2 separate regions of the Capsicum annuum genome follow, and region 1 is linked to region 2. A link is a contact called in public Hi-C data. All regions are on one chromosome and are shown on one strand. Each heading gives the region's core, a stretch centred on a gene start, on an enhancer-like site or on the middle of the called end of the contact. The rest is flanking DNA. Distances are from core to core; before and after follow the strand shown.

What was found. Hi-C and Micro-C count contacts between places; a contact is called where the count stands out from the background.
Region 1: a contact with region 2 is called in a Hi-C map of leaf, with 1.8 times the contacts expected there. The contact joins two enhancer-like sites. A contact is called at or near these places in 2 of 5 Hi-C or Micro-C datasets (leaf and placenta).

The regions. Positions count from the first base shown.
Region 1 is chr1:7,161,316-7,164,159 of UCD10Xv1.1, reverse strand. No RefSeq gene overlaps it. Among protein-coding and RNA genes, the nearest start is that of LOC107866887, 17 kb to the right of the region's middle. Within about 2 kb of position 1,364, at least 3 of the 5 cell types and tissues checked have an H3K27ac peak or open chromatin away from gene starts, as enhancers often do. A contact at or near this core is called in leaf, where this site is marked.
Region 2 is chr1:7,089,891-7,092,842 of UCD10Xv1.1, reverse strand. It overlaps the pseudogene LOC107860593. Among protein-coding and RNA genes, the nearest start is that of LOC107866909, 29 kb to the right of the region's middle. Within about 2 kb of position 1,507, at least 2 of the 5 cell types and tissues checked have an H3K27ac peak or open chromatin away from gene starts, as enhancers often do. A contact at or near this core is called in leaf, where this site is marked.

The sequences.
Region 1 (2,844 bases), core at 115-2,614, 71 kb before region 2:
CCAGACTGAGGTAGTCAATAGATGTTTGGAAACTTATCTCCAATGTTTCTGTGCTGATGCTCCTACTGATTGGAGTTCTTTTCTCTTATTTGCTGAGTTGTGGTACAATACCACCTTTCACTCTTCTATTCATACTTTACCTTATGAGGATTTGTATGGTCAACCTCCTCCGTTGCATCTTCCTTACTTGTCTGGTGATTCTGAACTGGTGGAAGTGGATAGGAGTCTGTTAGTTAGGGAACTAAAATTGTCATTGCTTAAATTTCATCAACAGAGAATGATATCTCAGGCTAATAAGCATAGGATTGATAGACAGGCTTGGTAGTTGGGTGTTTGTGAAGATTCAACCATATAGACAAGTCACTATGTATGCACATCACTTCCACAAGCTATCATACAGGTACTATGGTCCTTATTTGATCATTGAGAGGGTTGGTCCAGTGGATTACAAGCTTGACTTACCTCCTACCTTGTCGATTCATCCTACATTCCATGTTTCTTTATTGAAGCCTTGTCATGTGCTCCCATCCTCTGTGTCTCACCCTCCTGTGCTTGATACTAGTAGTCCCTTTTGTCCATTTCCATTGAAGGTGTTGCAGCGACGAATGATACAGAAGGGTAACAAGGCTGTGCCTCAATGGTTAATTACTTGGTATTAGGTCCCTGAAGAGTGTGCCACTTGGGAGGATGCTTCTGTAGTTAAGTTGAGATTTCCCACCTTCCTTCCTTGAGGTCAAGAAAGTTTTTGAGGGGTAAGTAATGATGGAAGTCAAGTAGAATACACTGGTTGAGTTAGTTATAAGTTAGTTGTCCTCTTTCTATCTTTACTATAAAGTCCCTCAATATTTTATTATTTCATTATTCAGTTATTGCATTTAGGCCCTTAGTTAGTTACGGAGAGTGGGATATAAGTCACATGTAATGACTGCAAGAGCATGAATGAAGTGTTGTTAGCTCTTTCCTATTTTCTCTTCATTTCTCTGCAATTCCCTTTTATTTTCTGCAAGTGCACCACCTCAACCATTGATCAACCTACTCTGATATCAACTGTTATACGTATAGGGTAAACAGGAGAGCCTGACCCAAAAGACTTGCCTATTAGGTGGGAGAGCTCATTTAGACTATACATCCAGTATTTGGTAGCCTCTTTAATCAATGAGGGATTCAATTGCTTCAAAACATATGACATTATAGAGAGAATCAAAGGTTTATTATAACCAAGTAAAGAGAAGTAATTAAAAAACAGGCAGAAAATGTATGCTACTGGATTTATATATTTATCATAATGTCTATAAAAAAAGATCTTTCAAAGACACAACTTTGGAACCTGAGACCTACGCCAAACTCTGCTACTTTTAGTAGGCTGTAGAAGTCAGTGATCAATGCTGACAGAAGTGACAAGTACTGTATTTCTACCCAAAAATGTAGAGTGAAAGGGAGAGCCTTCATCTTTCCCAATAAAATGGTTTAAAACTATGATACTGCTGATCACTCCGTTACTCTTTCGAGATCAATCGTGATGATATTAAAACTCTGCACAATATAAATGGACAGAGAACAGGAAACACCAGACTTCTGGAAATATACTAATACAGCTTGTCTATGTTGTATATCTCTGAAAGCAACAATAGGCAATAACAATTCAATACCTCAATGAGTCCAATTCCTTTATTTTCAGCTTCCTGCCCAGCTCTTACTCCATGTGTCTAGCAACCAACACAAAAATCAGGAAGAAATAAGTTCAAGATAGAAAACGTAAAAGTGGTTGCTGTTAAATATAAAATGCATTTCAAACTCATAATGCCATTGAGTCACCATACCAGTAACCTGAAACAATGGATGTATGAAGGATATTTACAAGAAAAGGTGTTATCAGCTGAAGATTATTATAGCAAGTACAAAATTGAGGCAATATATATAGATTTATGACCTTAGGATTTTTATATTGGCTACACAACAGCAAAATGAGAACGGATGCTTGCAATGTCAAGTTCCAACGCAGAGACTTTTGTTATTCTCAAATGGAGGTCACACCAGAGGAGTGGTGAGGCGACGTGAAGTAACCCCAAACTCATTCTTGCACTAATATGTATCAGGCAAGTCATTCTTTCTCCTCCTCATAGTACAACATAATCAGCAGTAATATGCACATTGTGCCTTTTAACATGTTAAATGGTCAATAGCATAAACACACTGCAGGTGCATGTAAGATCTTTCTCTGCCCCTTGAGACATGAAAGACTGGACAAACAAGCCGCTTTAGGAGTTTAAGAGTAAAAGTTGAAAAAAAGTACACCCACAAAAGATGTGGCATCTTTTGGCAACCATTTCAGAAATCAAATACGTTAAAAGGTTATAAACTCTTAAATAAATAATTTAGCAAACTAACCATTCTTCAAAACTATGAAAAATTAATGCAAATACCAAGCAGAATTTACGTGAAGTGAAATACCAACGCACTTAGCCGAAACTAAAGTCTTATCCTTATCGGTGGATGACTTGTCTGACTATATTTCATGTTATTTCATCCATTACACTACTAAATATACTCCTAAGTCATTTTGCATTTCACTATTAGTTACTTTAATTCAATTTGAACATTTAGTCACAGTCTACTACTTATAAAGGATCATTAAATCCATAAGAATCCCCTATATGTACTGCTACTTCCTCCAGTCTATTTTTTTCTTGGCAGCTGAGAAATTTTCTATTTCCAGCATTGCCACTTGATCCTTCTCTACTGAAATACTAGACTTGGTTCACTTGCCGAGATTCGACCTCTTTCTTTCCACACAGCCCATGCTGCACTATCAGCTGAGAAATTTGCTATTTCCAGCTCATCGAT
Region 2 (2,952 bases), core at 258-2,757:
GTCTACGACTTAAGTAAGGAACCAGGTTCTTCTTCAAGTATCAAAACTGTTTTGCTGATTGTTGATTTTCTTTTCAGTGCATTCAGTAAGTTACTTGATCGTGCTTTGTTGTATATATGCACACTTGTAATACACCTGTGATGGAGTCCTAGTTGATTTATGCTTCTTTCTTCTTTCAACTTTATCAAGTAACTCCACTCCTTGTTGTAGCCGTTTCTCCTCACCTGGTTGGATTGGACTCTTTTGCTTTATCCTTTATCCTTGCAGAACTCTTCTCATTGTTGGATTTCTAGATCAACTCAACTTCTGAGTATTGCATTTTCTTCCACTTTACTGAAGTGATAAGTGTTTGAGAAGGTTCCTGAATATTCTTGCTTATTCACTCCTGTCTATGTACAATATCATCTTATCAACAGTCTTGCCTGCATTTTTTCTTTGTACACTTGAATGGACCAGCTTTCACAACATGTTTTATTCACATGTCTATCATCAAAACTCCACATGCCTTTAACAATCACCAATATTTTTTTTTATTTTTTCCTATTTCATCTGGTATATTTTGTTTTTTTGTACTCAAATTTAATAAAATCTAAAATTTATTTCACTTAAATGAAATTTAACCTGTTATGAATTAAATTTTTGTACTCTTTTGAAATTATATATACTTTGTTCTTTAATTTTAGATTTAGAAAATGTGATTAGGTCCTTTGCAAATTTTTAAATTTTGTCTCAAATTTGTTAAACAAAAAAAGTGCTGAGTAATTTTTTCCAAGAAAAAAAGTAATCATATTTTGATATTATATTATTGAAAAAATTGAATAAATAAAAGAGCAGTGAGAAAAACATTTGTTGTATTTCACGTCTGCTTACGCTATCGGTTATCGCCACCATTCCCACTGATTGAACTCACTTGTGTGGTTGGCCAGAGATTTCTTGTAAAAACACTAACCATGTTCAGTTCATAATGAGACTAGTGCTGGAGTCGGGATAATTTTTACCAAAGGAATTTCAAACATAAAAAGGTGAATACACAGAGAGAAATTAAGAAGATTTGGGTCAAATATATTATATGTGCAAAGAAAAATATTTCACATTATAGCAACTTTTCATAGAAAGGGATTCGTTGCACCCGCCAGACCCTGATGTGGAGGTGATTGAACACAATAATTATTTTGTACTAGAAAGCGCAATTTGAATCTATAAACTATAAAATATATCGAAAGACCTGTCTAATGACTACAGGCAACTCATGCACTCATAGGAAGTAATAGTAACAAGTATTTTGTTGAATAATTGAGCTACGTACAAACTACTTTGGTCGCGACCGTTTTAAGAAAATGAAACAAAATCTATTCAGAGAGTTCTTGCACTCTCTGCTCTATCCAATCTGAGTTATAGCAGAATTCGATAGGATCTTCACGACAAAATTAGACCAAAGGGAGTCGTACCATGCAAAGCAGACTCGAGCGCCAGCAGCCAAGTAGCCAAAAGCTTTGGACGAAGCAGCCAACGGGTAAATGCTTTTTGTGAGTTCATACCAGGGATCCAGGGAAATGCTTTTTTGCTCACCCCACGAAAGGCGCATGGTGACTCTATTTCTTTCTCTGAGTTAGCAGCAGGTGAGAAGGAAAGACCCGTCACCAAAACGAGGAGAGCATGTTTCCAGTTTTAGCAGACCTGATAGCATATCACAATCCTAATGCCTTGCTCAATTCCGTCCTTGGGAAACGCTTTTGCTTCCAGTTTGTGAGCATGTGGCGTTTAGCGGACCTGAGATCAACTACACTGGGAGGCATTGGTTGAAGGAACCCATGTAGCTCAACCTTTTTCTATCGACTAGTATTTCAACGATTGCATCCATAAGGTTCCAATTTTGATGAAGGATCTGCACATGCAGTCATTTTTAGTGAAAACCTAAGTTAGCATGCAATTTCGCAACTTATCTTCATTTTAGGTGGAAGAGAGGAGAAATGAGCTTTACTGATACCTCTTTTGCACGATCAAGCATATACATGTAAGATAAGATGTGAAGTGCCTCAGAGTCAATGTCCTGACAAGCAAAATATATTTTGGAATTCAGGTGGCACGCAAAACACATCAGTGTAGAAAATACTGATGGAGTGAAGTACCACGGAAGTGCAGCCCAAAAGAAAGACAAGGATATATTTCAATTTTAGAAGCATATTTGAAACTCTAGCAGCGGCATACCACTGAAGTATTCTTACGCCCGGAACGTGGAAAGATAGATAGTGAAATCTTACATTTACCTATCTGTAATCCAGAAGTCAGACAAACCATAATGTTCATCAGATAGACCACCAAGAACAAAAGTCCGAGCTGCTGCAGTCTCAGCCCATATTATACTGAACTGAAATATATTATATGCATTAGTGACCATCATCCAAATGACTTTATGTCATGAAAAAGCATATTAACTTCCTAGGTTACTGTTTGATCCAAATACTGTGTTCACTGTTATTATTCAAGGTGCAAGATTAAGATATTATGGTAACACTTGACTAGGAAAGGGCAAGGATGCGGGTATGGATAGAGATCCAAATAACTGATGCGTGGAAACTTCTAAAAGGATGTATAGAAGTCATGTGTTAACATACTGTCACAAATTAGCAGCTGAAATCTGTTTCACGAGTTAATTGAGCCAATTACATAGTTTGTCAATAGATTTATTCCAAAACTACATGCAATGTGCCTAGTGCATATATATGTTTGTATGTCTATTCCATGTTGAGCATGAGATTTGTGTGTGTTCCAATGGCTATGGATTTGCTTCATGCTACCTATTAGGCTAGATTTCATAATAATGTTTGAGACTCCAACAAAAGCATATCTTACCTGGTGCTCTCCATACCACAGCTCATCAGCAGCACGTGATGCTAGCTGAACAGTAAAGTGATCCAAGAGCGACTGTCGGCTGCATTAAAATGAAACGTC